Linked DNA regions of Gasterosteus aculeatus: region 2 is linked to region 1. A link is a contact called in public Hi-C data. All regions are on one chromosome and are shown on one strand. Each heading gives the region's core, a stretch centred on a gene start, on an enhancer-like site or on the middle of the called end of the contact. The rest is flanking DNA. Distances are from core to core; before and after follow the strand shown.

Region 1 (6,239 bases), core at 1,829-4,328:
CAGCTGTGAATTACGGTACAGTTGTTTTATGTTTGAATACGAGAATTCTCGTTTATAATAATGTTGAGTTGGTCTGTTTTAGGTATAAATGTGGCTGTTTTTAAAGAATTTACTATATTAATTTGGTAAATGGAAATATGTGTCTTCTTCTGCTTTGTTATGTATATTAAGAAAAAGAAGGATGCTGATCTTTTTCTTTCAGCAGCCTGATGTGGTCTGTGTAATATGTTTGAGTGTGTTTCGTGTGTCTGTAGTTCATAATTTGTGAGCGTACATACTGTAGATATACAGTCATGCACCAACAGCCAATAGATTTTCCAAAGAAACTAAACTAAGAAAACACTACACGGACAGTTAGAAGCGAGTGGTTATGGACATTGCATATTTACTGCTTTTTCTTAAAAAAGACTCTGCTTTCATTCGTTTATTTATCCCTGTTGAAGCACTCCAAGTCTTAGACACTAACAACTGAATTATTGCACTGTGAAAGTACTAACAACATTTTGCCCGCAAATGTAGGAGGTCTTGTCCCCCGCTAAACATTTCTGTGCTACAACTCTTTGTGACAACTGATGGGAGAACTTTAGACAGGTGAAAGTACTGCAGAAATGACTCGGAACTGACTCATCTTGTCCAAAAGCACTTTGTTCCCCCGCCTGGACTGCCTTTTGTAACGCTTACTTATTTCTGTTGCAGCTGTGGTTTTAGAACAATACTCAATCAGCACACTATAAATCACGTGTAGAAGGAAGGCCTTGTTCAGTACGCTGTGGCTTTGTCCTCTTAAAGGCTCAGCATATCGTCGCCCCCCCCCCCCCCCCCCCCTGCGATGTTGGTGTCAAAAAAGACTCCAAACTGCCTTCACGTCGTCACGCTGTGTTCACATGTTTACGTGGCCTACGTCGATTCCGAGCCTTAAACATGTTAAAGCTGTGAGAACTCCAAAAGATGCCCCTTAAAACTGTGATCACTGCGCAGGAAGACTCTTTTGTTTGCATTGTGTAAGAATTGTACAATCCCGTCTGCCAAAGTGTAGATGTACAGTGCCTTAGTATACACTCTAACATTTTCCTTTTTGTTCTAAGTCCAAAATCTGTTTGATGGAACAGGCAAAAATAAGTCACCGCTATGTTACTTGGTACCTCTTCACATCTGAGAAATAATGTTTCTTACTATTGGTACACTCCTAGAAATACAGTTTTCTTGACGTTATTAAAAGGCAGTGCTCTTTTGTTGAAGTGTGTTAATTTAATTAAGCTCAGAAAAAGTTATAAAACAGGTTCTATTTTACTCTAATGCTGTAAGTGTTCCTAAAATATCAGCCTTCTTTTCTACAAGTGTACTATAAACAGACTGACTGCCTTTCCTGTTAAAAGACCAAAAATACAGAGATACAGTTAATCTATTGTCCTGTCCTGCATGGTAGCGAGGAAGTGCCTTTTGGTATAAAATGTCCAGCTTCAAAAAGATTGAACAGAAAGTACAAATTCAATGTTGCCAGACCAAAAAATTACACAACTTAAACCAATCACCACATTGCCTTTTTAAAGGATTATTGCTACAGGAGGATGAAAGCTTGTCATAAGTAAAAAAAGATAAACGATTATTTTTCATTGATTTCACAAATTGTGTATTTGAAGAAAACATATTTCTTTCCTCGAGTTCAAAGACCGAAAGACCTGCTAAAACCGTGCGCCCACTAACTGCACGCAGAATGTCAACTCGTGTGGACACTGCAGCTGTTTGCCTCCTGCACACTTGCAGGTTCGAGTGTGTTTTTAAAAAGGATTTGGGAAACATAAAACTCTCTTCTGGATCCACGACACTCGCGCGATGTGAAAACATCACAAGGTTACCTTTGATGATGCAGTTGACACAGCTGGCACAAGACACAAGATTTGATCATTGACCGTTCAGATCCTAAAGGAAACTATTTAATGCTTATACGCTACAAATTCCATAACTTTTTATGTGGTTGAAATTCTTTCAAAAAACGGTTTCAGAAGCTAATTTTCTGGAGGTCTGGACACATTCGTAGAGGTTTAATGCTTTTCACCAGAAGGACCGTAGAGACACTTACAATTATGAGGTATTTTAATAAGAGAAGCTCTAAATAATTGCAGACAATGTTGGATAAAGTTCAATCAATCATTCAGTATTTTGCCACAGTCCTGCAGACACTGTGGAGTTTTCGTGGGTTTTCTTTTCTCTCGTTTACCTCGTGTATTCGTTCACATTTACTGATTACTTAGTGAGATGTTTTCCTATTGTATTTGTATAAAGTTGTTCTTGTTTTTGTGATGACATCGTCTGCATATTGCGAGCCCGATAAGATGGTATAATGATGTGGCTGCTGCACTGCTGGTACATTTTCACATGTTTAAACACTCACAGCCTTGGTCGACATGAATGTCTGGAGGACCGTTTTAAAATGAAATGGACACATTAAAAAAGAAACATGAGGAATCATAAATATAAACATATCAGCAGTTTAGCTCTTGTTATTTGTAATTCCGTCGACAGAGTAGGTACTGGTACCTTTTTGTTTCACAATCATTTTCAGATGGTGGCTTTAAAGTGATTTTTCACACTGCTCACATATAGTTGTCGTACACACATTTGGGTTTTGTGTGCAGACTTTTTTTTTTGTAAAAAGGTGCTTTGTACAAAATGATATAGCTTAGCTTTTCTTGGTACAGGTGTGTGATATCTTTTTGTATCCAAGGTTTTGGAGCAAAGGAGAGAAAAGAAGCTCTGCTGTGTTTCTGTGTTCTGCAGTTGGTCTTGTCTTTGCTCCGTGACATTATGACGCCTTCTTGATAATAGTAGTTTTTTTTGTAGCTTTCTAGATACTTTGTATGTATACGATATTGAAGTTAAATAAATCTGAAAATGAACAGCCTGCTTTTGTTGTCACTTCAGTGAAACATTTATGCCCTGAAGCAGCAACATGAATCTGTGTGGACGAGGCCTCATTTAACTGCAGAAACCTCAGATCAACAGCAGATGGAGCCTGTCACTTGCTTTATGTTGATCTGCCTGTGTCCCCATGCAACCAACTGTAATATATTAATGTATACAGGGAGACTTTAATTAAGAAACAGGTTTTATTTAACTTTGAGTTCAACCATTAAGGAACCGCTAAATGTTATCCAGCATGTAATTAAAATGCAGTCACATAAGTCATGACATTTAAAACACTTTCTTTTCTGCAAAATATCTAATGACGTACTTGACATAGTTAAATAAAGAGTGGTGCCCATGAACCAAGAGGAACTGAATTGTTCATCCATAAATTACACTTGCACTATTACCTCTTGAATGCAAGCAAAATCATTTCATATTTAGTATTTCATGTGCACACGTGTGTGCTCTGAGCGAGCCGAACAATTCTAATAGCGTTTTGCTTTGAGGTTGCACTACATCAATATGACGCCTTTCAATGATAGGGCTGCAGAAATCCATTAATAAAATACTGATACAAATAAGAAAATAATAATAAAACCTTTACCTGTGGCTGTTGCTTAGCATGAACTTATTAGACAGACACCTACTGGTCTGCCTGCCTATGAGCCCTACCAGCCGTGTTTAGACTTTTTGTAGAGACGAGCTGCCGCTGTGTGGCCGGCTGTGACTTTCTCGCTAGATTTAGGGACATTTGTTTGAATTATAGTCTGTTGGTTTGGAGGTGGTGCTGCCAGCTACTTACCTTCTACCGCGGCCACTTTGTCGACATGTCATGAGATCACTGTAACAAACACTCCTCCTGGGGACAGCTTGCTAGTTTCATTGGACATGGCGGCAACAGATCTTTTAAATCTCGCTTAGTTGCTGAGAATTGACAGCCCTGCAAATCCAGTTAACACTTTAAAATGTAGAGGCTTGTGTGCTTTCACATGTCAAGGAATTGATCTGGCTTGTCTGAGAAGACGAGTATGAACCTTCTCTCACACACATGGTAATAATCTAAAGCTAAAACTATTGGGACACCAAAAATACACAAGCAAAAGCTGGCACACCTCTTATCCAAGAGGTTCACATGGTCATTATAAGCCTCAAGTAACCCTCCTGTAGGGACACAAGCAGCAACCATCGAAACCCCTTCCCAAAACTATACCAGGCCTTTCTTGGAGACGAATGTGAGCAAAAGCAAAATTATATTAGTATTAATATTCAGATCATTGAACACAAACGAGTAATTCAGAAGGTCACCTCTCCTCCACTCAGATCTCTCAATATAACACTCTTTGCGCCTCTGCCCCACGGCCGTGGGGACTGCATGAAGTGTCTGCTCTATATTCAGAAAAATGTTCATTTTATGTAATTCATTGTATATGCTGTATATGGGAATATACAATAACCGTCATTAACCTCCAACTTGTCATAGACAAATAACAACTGGCCGCTGACGCTTGTGGGTGGAAGTCATGTGGTCACAGCAGAGGCAGTCTCGTGAGGGCAGACCTGGATTTGGCACCAGGAAAGTGCACTGGAGGACCCTAAACCCTTCAGCTCCATCAGCCACATCGCGCACATCGGACGCAGAGGAGATTTTGACGGACATGCGAATTTAACTCGGTTTAAAAAAAAACTTTTTCCTTCTTTCTATTTAGAAGAATTGGGGTTCATCAGACACCTGCGATGGAGACGGAGGAGGGCCAAATCTCGGTGTGGGTCTGCCGAGAGGAGAAGCTCGTCTTCGGCTTGTCGAAGCGCACAGCCTGCGCCGACGTTGTCAAAGTACTCGTGGAGGAGCAGAACGCGCAGCGCGGCCTCCCCGACGCCGCGTGCCCGCGTGCGTACTGCATAGTGGAGAAATGGAGAGGTTTCGAGAGGACCTTGCCGAGCAAAACCAAGATGCTCCGGCTGTGGTGCGCGTGGGGGGAGGAGCGGAGCAACGTGAAGTTTTTGCTGGTGAAAAGTGAGGCGTCTCTGGCCAGCCACGGGGCCCGCGGCGCAGAGGCGCGGGTGGTGCTCAGCAGACACAGGCCCCGTGTTGCCAAGAGCCCCGAGGGGGGCATCCCGCCCGGGAAACACCGGCGCGTCGTTAGGAAAGCTTTCAGGAAGCTGGAGAGGATCAATAGAAAGAGGGCGCAGAGAGACGCGTCCTCCGCGGAAACGATCGAAACGTTGGTCCATCTGGTGATTTCGCAGGATCACACGATGCGCCAGCAGCTCCAGAGGATTACGCAGCTGGACGCGGACATCGAAGCGTGCGAGGCGAAGGTGCATTCCGACCGAATTGATAAACACGGGGTGAACTACGTGCAGGACACGTACTTGGTGGACGCTGCCCGCCGAGACGGAGACCGCGTGCGTTCAGCTCAAACTGTCGCCAGCCTCGAAGAGTACGTGCGGCGGTGCGAGCAGGTGGTTCGACTGCAGGAGGAGCTGCGGGAGAAAGAAGCCCTGGTGGACGTGTTCACGGCGCAGGTCCAGCAGGAGCTGAACCGCCGCTGGATGCGGCGGAGGAAACAGCTGCAGCGCGAGGACGCCGAGCCCGACGAGGCGCCAGACGCAGCGTCAGAGAAGCAGCTGTTCTGGGAAGAGGACAGGATCAGAACGCAGCTGGAGGCGAGTTTGTACGTCGGTCTGCGCCTCAACGCGGATTTAGATGCTATTGGGGGCGATTTAGAGCTGACCCGGGAGATTTGCGGAGCGAGGGAGAAGGAAATGAGGGATTTGCTGGAGAAAGTGAAGATTTTGGAGATGGAGGAAGGGAGCGCCAACGAGGAGAGATGTGGCCCCGGGACTGATGATAAGATGGGGATGACGTGCGCTTTGGAGAGGGAACCCGAGTGGGTGGCGCAGGCCGGGGGTCCGTCTAAAGCTCACTGTGTGGACGACGACGACTCAGACACTGGCTTAAGTTCTCTGCATAGTCAGGACTCAGACTGCCTCCCTGTGTGGGAGTCACTGGTTTAGGATTCATCTGACTCTTTGTCACATTTACAGCTGCACAGTCTTAAGGATTGCTCTGATGTAAACGTGGAATTCAGGTTATCCTACTCATGATATCCTTTTTTTATATCTTAATATCGCATCCCAACAATCTTAACAATCATCACAACCTCATTTATTTTTATAACTTCCATTTATGTTTTTATTTGGTGGGGTGCTAAATGTTGATCTCACCAAGAAAGTTGTTTTGATATTAAAAATAAAAGCCGCAGCTTGACCTCATTTGTTATTCAATAGTATTTTGTGTGGATTTTGAAGTCAGGAATGCAAACAACACA
Region 2 (6,911 bases), core at 3,680-6,179, 59 kb before region 1:
TCCTTTGCAACATTGCTCTACACAAATGCTGTAACTCCTTTTTCCCAGATCCCCTTATATGACTTTCCTATTCCACATGTTCATTGCTCCTTGATGTTATCTGAGATTTAGAGTTGTGGAAACTATGAAATGCAGCCACGTGTTCTACTGCAGGTTCCAGAGATGTGGATGAAAATAATGAAGATTATTCGTCTCAGGAAGTCAGAAGCAACAACAAAGGGCTGAACCTTGCTCTGCCCAGGAAACGGGTACCGAAGGTAAAGCTCCACACTGGAATGTTTCAATCTGATGGACTAAATACAAGGAGTTGAGCATCTGTTTGACCGGAAATTCAGTCTTTCCTTGTGCTTCACAGGATGAAGAGACGTCAGACGGTGCAGATCCCATTTACAAAAGGAGGCGGAAACTCTGCAGTTATTTGGAGGAGGTTTGCTTCTTAAACGACCCACTTGTCATTTCGAACTTGACCTGGAGAACAAATCCAGTTGATCTTGATGTAGGATCTTTTCCGTTTCTTCCAACTCTCGCCAGGCCACCAATTTGTCGAGTAATGGCTCTGCAGTGCGAGAGGAGCGAGGGCCCAAGGAGAACAGAGTACGCTCCATGGCCACTCAGTTGCTGGCCAAGTTTGAAAGCACACCCAACTACACCGTCCGGAGAACACAGGTAAAAATACACCTTTTGATACAACTGCGTGCATTCAAGAATATGTAGTTTTTCATTTTATGTCCTGGATTTCAGTCAACATGTGTGAATATACTGCATGTCTGCATTTATTTATCAACGTTTTTTCACGTGACTGAAGTTAAAAAGGGCTGTTGGCCTTCTCTTCCATGGATAATAAATATTGCTCCTGCTGGAGCTCTGATAGCAGTGTGCGGTTTTGGTTTGACAAAACCTTCCTTTTGCTAATTCTACAAAGTATTTTCTTGAATGTTCTCTCTAGTCTTCACTCTTTGCAGCCTTTTTTCTTTCTGTGCCTTGTTATGCACACCTTCCGCACCTCTTCCTAACATTTCTGCAAAATCTATGTCAGACTGTGAGCGGCTTCAAACTCTTGACCTGGCTGAGGGTCAGAACATTAAACCTAAACCTCCTACTGCGATGCAGCTAGTCTGGTTGTGGTCACACAAACTGTACAAACAGTAATCAAGATGATGATACACCCAAAAAGACAAGCAAACATAGGTGTAAAAAAGCGTGGCGTGAATTCAAAGTTAAATGTAACTACTGGTTGTAGACTCTGAGGTTTTCAATTCTTGACTTAAATTACTGTCAAATAATGACTGGAAAACATTCAAATAGACTTAATATTCATTGATTTTGATGCTGTGCTAGCATAGCTAAGGCCTTACAAAAATTGCAAAAATATTTGAAGATTTGTAGCTAATGTGCTGAAACAAAACAACTGGTGTAGTTCTGCAGTGCTTACGGGAATTCAAGTTTCACCGTTTTTTTGCTTTTTTGGGGGATTTGCTTGAAAAGGAGTGAACCCGCAGCTCCCCAAGTGCACTGATGTATTTATCCCTTTCAGTTGGAGGACAGTATCAGAAAAGAAGCGGCACTTTTAGTGCGCTTGCCTTCAAAGACTCTGCCCAAATCTCCCCTCCAGCCAGAATCCCAACACCCATTTTCACTAGTGAAGCTCAGACATGTTGATCGGACGCGTTCTGAGGCGAAGCCCGAGGCTCAGCCGGAGAGTGCAGACCCCCCTGCTTCCTCTTCTGCCTCCCGCCAATCAGCAATCGATTTCATGTCAAGAGTGCTGCGGCGCCTCAGGGAGGTGGACGAACACGTCTCTGAGGTGATCACTATCTGTCTATCAACTGTCTTTAACTCTTTCTCTGCTCTTTTCAAGCCTTTGTGTCGTTCCGTGAGCTGATCCCCCCCAAAAAATGCCCCTGAGTGAATGTTGATTATACGTCACGCCCTGATTATACATTTAGGCTTGTGTAATGTGTAGGTAACTGTGTGAAGTCAGCCCCTTAATTATCCAGCCTGACAAAAATGGCAAGAAGGCCTACAGATGTGACCGCGGGCTGAGACAGGCAGACGGGCGGACTGTGTGAGACGGGTCGGCCAGCACCGGGCCACAGTACAGATCGGTAGCCAGGAGGTGTTTAGCGAAGCCTCTGCAGTCTGTGTTAAGCCCGTCCAATAGCTATCTGTCTCTGTATCCCGACTATACGTGCTGACCCCTTTAGAATCAGCGTAGATAATTCAACTTTGTTCTTAAAGTTTAAAAACAAATCTTACATTTTATGATAATTCTTTTATTTGATATGCTTTGTAGTTTGGCCATCGCTTATTTAAACCCTAAGAAGTCAATACTTTACTATGGGATTTATTAACGCCTTCATCTTTGGTGCCAAACCGACGTACTGATTTCTGTGCCAGGTCTTCGGTGCGAGTCTATCTTGGGTTCCTGCTCGAGTAGAGCATGAGTGACCACATCAAGTGGGCTGTGAAATTAACGTAATACGGCGGCTTTCGTTCGGCACACCGACGTCATTGTTCTCTGTGGCCTACACATTTAACCGTCAAATCCTGCTTCTTAATGGGGAAGCAGAACAGAAAGGCCTTTCATCATTTACCGCGCACTGCTCATCAAGTGCTTATTACCCAACCTAATTATGTCTACAGAGAGCTCCATGTCTTAGTGGGGGAATGTGTCTCACTGTGCTGAGGAGGCCAAGCTGACGGCTCTTCTTTTCGTCCTGTGTCAACCTGCAGAAAAAAGCTCAGACACAACAGGCTAGAGAATTTCACTCAAAGAGTATAAAGGACAAAGCTGTTCACCTTAGTGGGTTGTTCTCATCAGAAAGCTCAGCTGTACTCGAGGTGACTATCTCCAGCTTGGTGTGTGATGCTGCTCTGGCCTTGTGGCCTGCATTACCTTCACAGTGTGTGTGTGTGTGTGTGTGTGTGTGTGTGCATGTGGAACACGCACAGCCAATTTTGTCTTTTGTCCTTTATTTAGTACAACACATATATTTTTTGGACACTTTCATTTGTCTAGATGCAAGAGAGATGTTCACAATAATTCAATGATTTATTTCAGTTAAGTTGACCAGTAAAGGGACTTTATTATACTTTGTCAGGCTCGGAGCTAGAGATCTTATCTGATCTTACCGTAGCTTTATCAAGCTGCACCTTCAGCTGCCAAAACGGGCCCATGTTCACGATATACATTTCAGCTCAACATATCTTTATCTTAATAACCTTAAAGGCAGCATGCAGAGCATCGAAGCCCAAGATTTACATTTTAACCATATACTTAATTATAATGCACACATTTACGCGCTGGGGCTGCTGCTTTGCATAAGAGCGTTTGCTTTTAGCCGTGTGCCCCTTCTGCTTTTCATTACCAGCAGCCCTCAAAGCAAGAGAAGTGTGCGTTCTTGTGGTGGCACTTTGTGTGTTCCTTCTCCACTCATCCCACACAGTCTGCTCTAACTCATCAGCCAGATGTCACCATTTAAAATGAAGTAACCACTGCTGTAACCCAGTGTTAGGATTGAATTTGATTCCAGAAAAGCAATTGACATGAGAAACTTTTTTTTATCATTATCTTACTTGCTTCCCTTAATAATGTTCATCCTTTTGAGTTGAATATTAGTGAGCAGTTCCAAATGATTATGAGGTCGGAGACTTAAAGGTGAAGACAGCAATCACCCTCCCTGAAAAGGAGCTCAGACACAGAGACTCATGGACCTGAACTATCACTCATAATATCCCCGAGAGAAGATGTTCTACCCGTGAGGTGAACCTGAAATGAAAGGCGTTCATTAAAACAGCTGTGTAATCCTCATCGTGTCACATTCTCACTCATCCTGCATGCAATACCCGCCGTGTTCCACGAAGCTCCTTACAAAATATATACAAACCTGTAGAAAATATTCAACATGAACAATGCATCTTGAACTTCCTTCCTACTTCTGATGAAGGAATATTTGTCAATCAAATTGTGAAGTTAGTTTGCATGTAGCATATTCATTCATTGTGCAGTTTATTTATTTTTTTAGCTAACTAGGTTTAAGTAATGGTAAATGCTTTTTATTATTATTTATTTGTTTTGATTAAAGTCAGTGTTCAAGCTGTTAGTGGTCATCTCTGCCTGGTCTCTATTTCCCAGGGCAGCTCAGTCCGAAGGGCCTTCCCCCCCTCGGGTGACAAGTGTCACTCATGCGAGCGGCGTGTTTATATGGTGGAGAGGGTCTGTGCCGAGGGGCTCTTCTTCCACAGGGAGTGTTTCCGCTGCTCCACCTGCAGCTCCGCCCTGCGACAGGGAGCACATGCTTTTGACTCGGAACAGGGTACGTGTCTCAACGGGTCTCATCTCTCCTCAGATTTTACTAATTCATCTACTTTGTACTGACACTGTTCTGTAATCCTACAGGAAAATTGTACTGCAAACTGCATTTTGATCAAAGGAACAATGGAACAAACCCACAGAGGAACTTTTCCCCGCGTTCAGTGAGTACACTGGCCTTCTGAAAGTTTCCATCTTACTCTAGCAATATTTACTCAGAGGCGTAAAACTGCCCCTGTCGTCTGTCTTAGAATCGTTCTGCAGCTGGAGCTCAGGAGCAATGTGCGGACGATGGACCGAGCTCGGAGTCCGGCGGCACGGCGGACCCGCCGAGTGGACCCTCAGCAGGTATCTTCAGCTCGTTCATGAGGAAACACCTGAGCAGGCCCCTGGGTGTGATCCGCGCAGTGTGCAACGCCCCCTGCTATCTGTCCCGCCGTGTGCGCGGTACCGCGCGGGCCCTCGCCGGCCACCTGCGGCACAATGGCCAAGATTACACGTCCCTGTACGAGCTCCTGAGCGTAGGTCTGCCCCTGCTGCTCGTACTGCAAGAGGTATTGCTGCAGATGAACACAGAGGCTGTGCCTGACGGGCCCAGCGCTCTGCAGCCTCTCCTGCTGTTGCTGCAGGAGCATATAGGGCAAAGGCTCATCTAGACGCTCAGCAGACTCCAATGCCGTTAAATACGTGACTGAGACATTAGCAGGAGTTTTCTGGTCATGATGCTATTTGTTGCCATGCACAAGCACCTTTTGTATTGTTTACTTTCCTTTTTTTTTTGATGATACGGCTCTGTGTCTGGGACGTACTCGTGTATCAAAGGAGAGACACTGCAGGTTGCTCTTGCAGCTTTTTTTGCTAATTTCTACAGGGGTTAAGAAAGCGTCACCAAACATTTTTGCAGTCGGTTTGATGTGGAAACTCTACATAATTTGCACAGTTAGAATAAGGTAAAAAATTAACAGATTTCAATGTAGTTAGAATGAAAATAAAACGGCCGGTGTAGTTGATACTGCTGGAATCCTATTTGCTGTAAAACGTTTTACAAACTCTTGGAAAATTGATCTGGCAGTTAAAATTTCTTGACCGACTAACTTGATGCACTTTATCTGCCTCGTTGGCGCAGCAGTAAACTGCCACATTGAAAAGCGGGTTCATGAGTTAACAGTAACCACAGGACTGGTTTTCTATTGACTATGCATATGTGCTCTTGTCATGTGCTTTTTACTTTACTTTGAGTGTTACTATGGACACGACAACCGTTCTCTCAATTATTGTTTTTATACACTTACCATTCGGTTTAATTTTATGAGCAGTTTTTAGTTTTAGATTCCTGAATGGTTAACACCAAAGAATCTGTCTGGTGAGTTGCTCTCTCAGTATTAAGATTAATTTGCTGCCATCTACTGTTGACGTTTAGAAAAACTATAAAAACAAAATGAGATGCGCCCCTCCCCCATTTTCTTATTTTTTTACCTCTCTCTGTATAACAATACAGCCAATTTAGTTTTTCTGATCTACTGTAGACAATAGAAGCAGGTGAGCATGCTGTTATGTGTTTGGATTAGCTTACTTCTCTTCGCCTTATTTGTAAAGTATGTTATTGCCTCTCAGACTGGAAGCTACACGGTTGCTTCTTATTCAGATACACTAATCTTATTCAACGATGCTTGTGACGCACTCAATCCTCATGGGTTTGGTTTATGAAATATTTTGAAAATAATATTGTCATTATTTTATGTGCTGGATATTATTTTGATGATTTGTTGTCAGCTACAAAATATTTAATTTTGATGTATTCAATCTGCTGCAGTTGATATACTCTGGTTGACAGTGTTATAAGATACCAAAGAACTAGACACACTGACTAGACTTGTGTAATATTTACTTGATACATTTGTGGGAAGACAATCAACACAGCATGTGTAATGGTGTCAACAGACCAATATTGTTTTCATTTTGAATGCCAGTATTTTACTTTATTTTCATAAAGTTTTTCTACTTCCAGCCGTTATTTGTGTCTATATGTTCTGTGTTTTAGATCTGTTTTCTCTTTTCCTCTTGTTCAGCTGAAGCCTTTTATGAGTGTGAGCCTGCTTGATGACTGGGAGAAATCACATTTTAAAGGTGATCACCTGCATGGTCACGTCGCAATGTGTCATACTTGTGATGTGGCTGGAGATACTGACGATACGTAACTGACCAAACGTTTTGACGTAACTCAACTCATAACTAATGAGCGGCCTCAGCGTTCGTTATTCATCCTTTGGCTGTTTTGGGAATGGTACTAACTAAGCTTGTTTCAAAACCCCTAAATTGCTGTATACATCTGCTTTTCTAGTGGTTCCAATAGTATGAACACTGAGATTAATGTCTGATTTGAGAAATAGTACTAACATGTAAAGATACCAACAAACGTCCAATCAGGCTTCATTTTTTCTCTTTTTGCTCTTAAGGTTTCTTCTCAACTTTTTCAGATGAAAATCAGTTCTATTAGTATTTACCAATCGTTAAAAGGATGCACAAAGGTGCATTCTCTCTTAGAGCTTTTGATTGCATCAATGGAGTTGTCACGGTTTTGCAGATGTTTGCAGTTTTA

The links. A called contact is a pair of places that touch in the nucleus more often than the background predicts.
Region 2: a Hi-C map of skeletal muscle shows a contact between it and region 1, with 2.8 times the contacts expected there. The contact joins the enhancer-like site here to the promoter of rassf10b in region 1. A contact is called at or near these places in 4 of 6 Hi-C or Micro-C datasets (skeletal muscle, tail fin and whole body).

Annotation. Positions count from the first base shown.
Region 1 is chr12:11,889,021-11,895,259 of fGasAcu3.hap1.1, reverse strand. It overlaps rassf10b (Ras association domain family member 10b), which reads left to right and starts at 3,078. Exons shown (of 1, transcript XM_040203115.2): 1 at 3,078-6,183. The coding sequence starts at 4,642. The coding sequence ends at 5,925. tead1b (TEA domain family member 1b) reads left to right here. Exons shown (of 13, transcript XM_040203103.2): 13 at 1-2,897.
Region 2 is chr12:11,948,934-11,955,844 of fGasAcu3.hap1.1, reverse strand. It overlaps mical2a (microtubule associated monooxygenase, calponin and LIM domain containing 2a), which reads left to right. Exons shown (of 24, transcript XR_013451472.1): 14 at 154-257; 15 at 356-427; 16 at 532-666; 17 at 1,535-1,804; 18 at 2,734-2,841; 19 at 4,136-4,316; 20 at 4,400-4,476; 21 at 4,564-4,660; 22 at 6,382-6,439; 23 at 6,897-6,911. Among protein-coding and RNA genes, the nearest start is that of LOC144385283, 15 kb to the left of the region's middle. Within about 2 kb of position 4,929, at least 2 of the 9 cell types and tissues checked have open chromatin away from gene starts, as enhancers often do.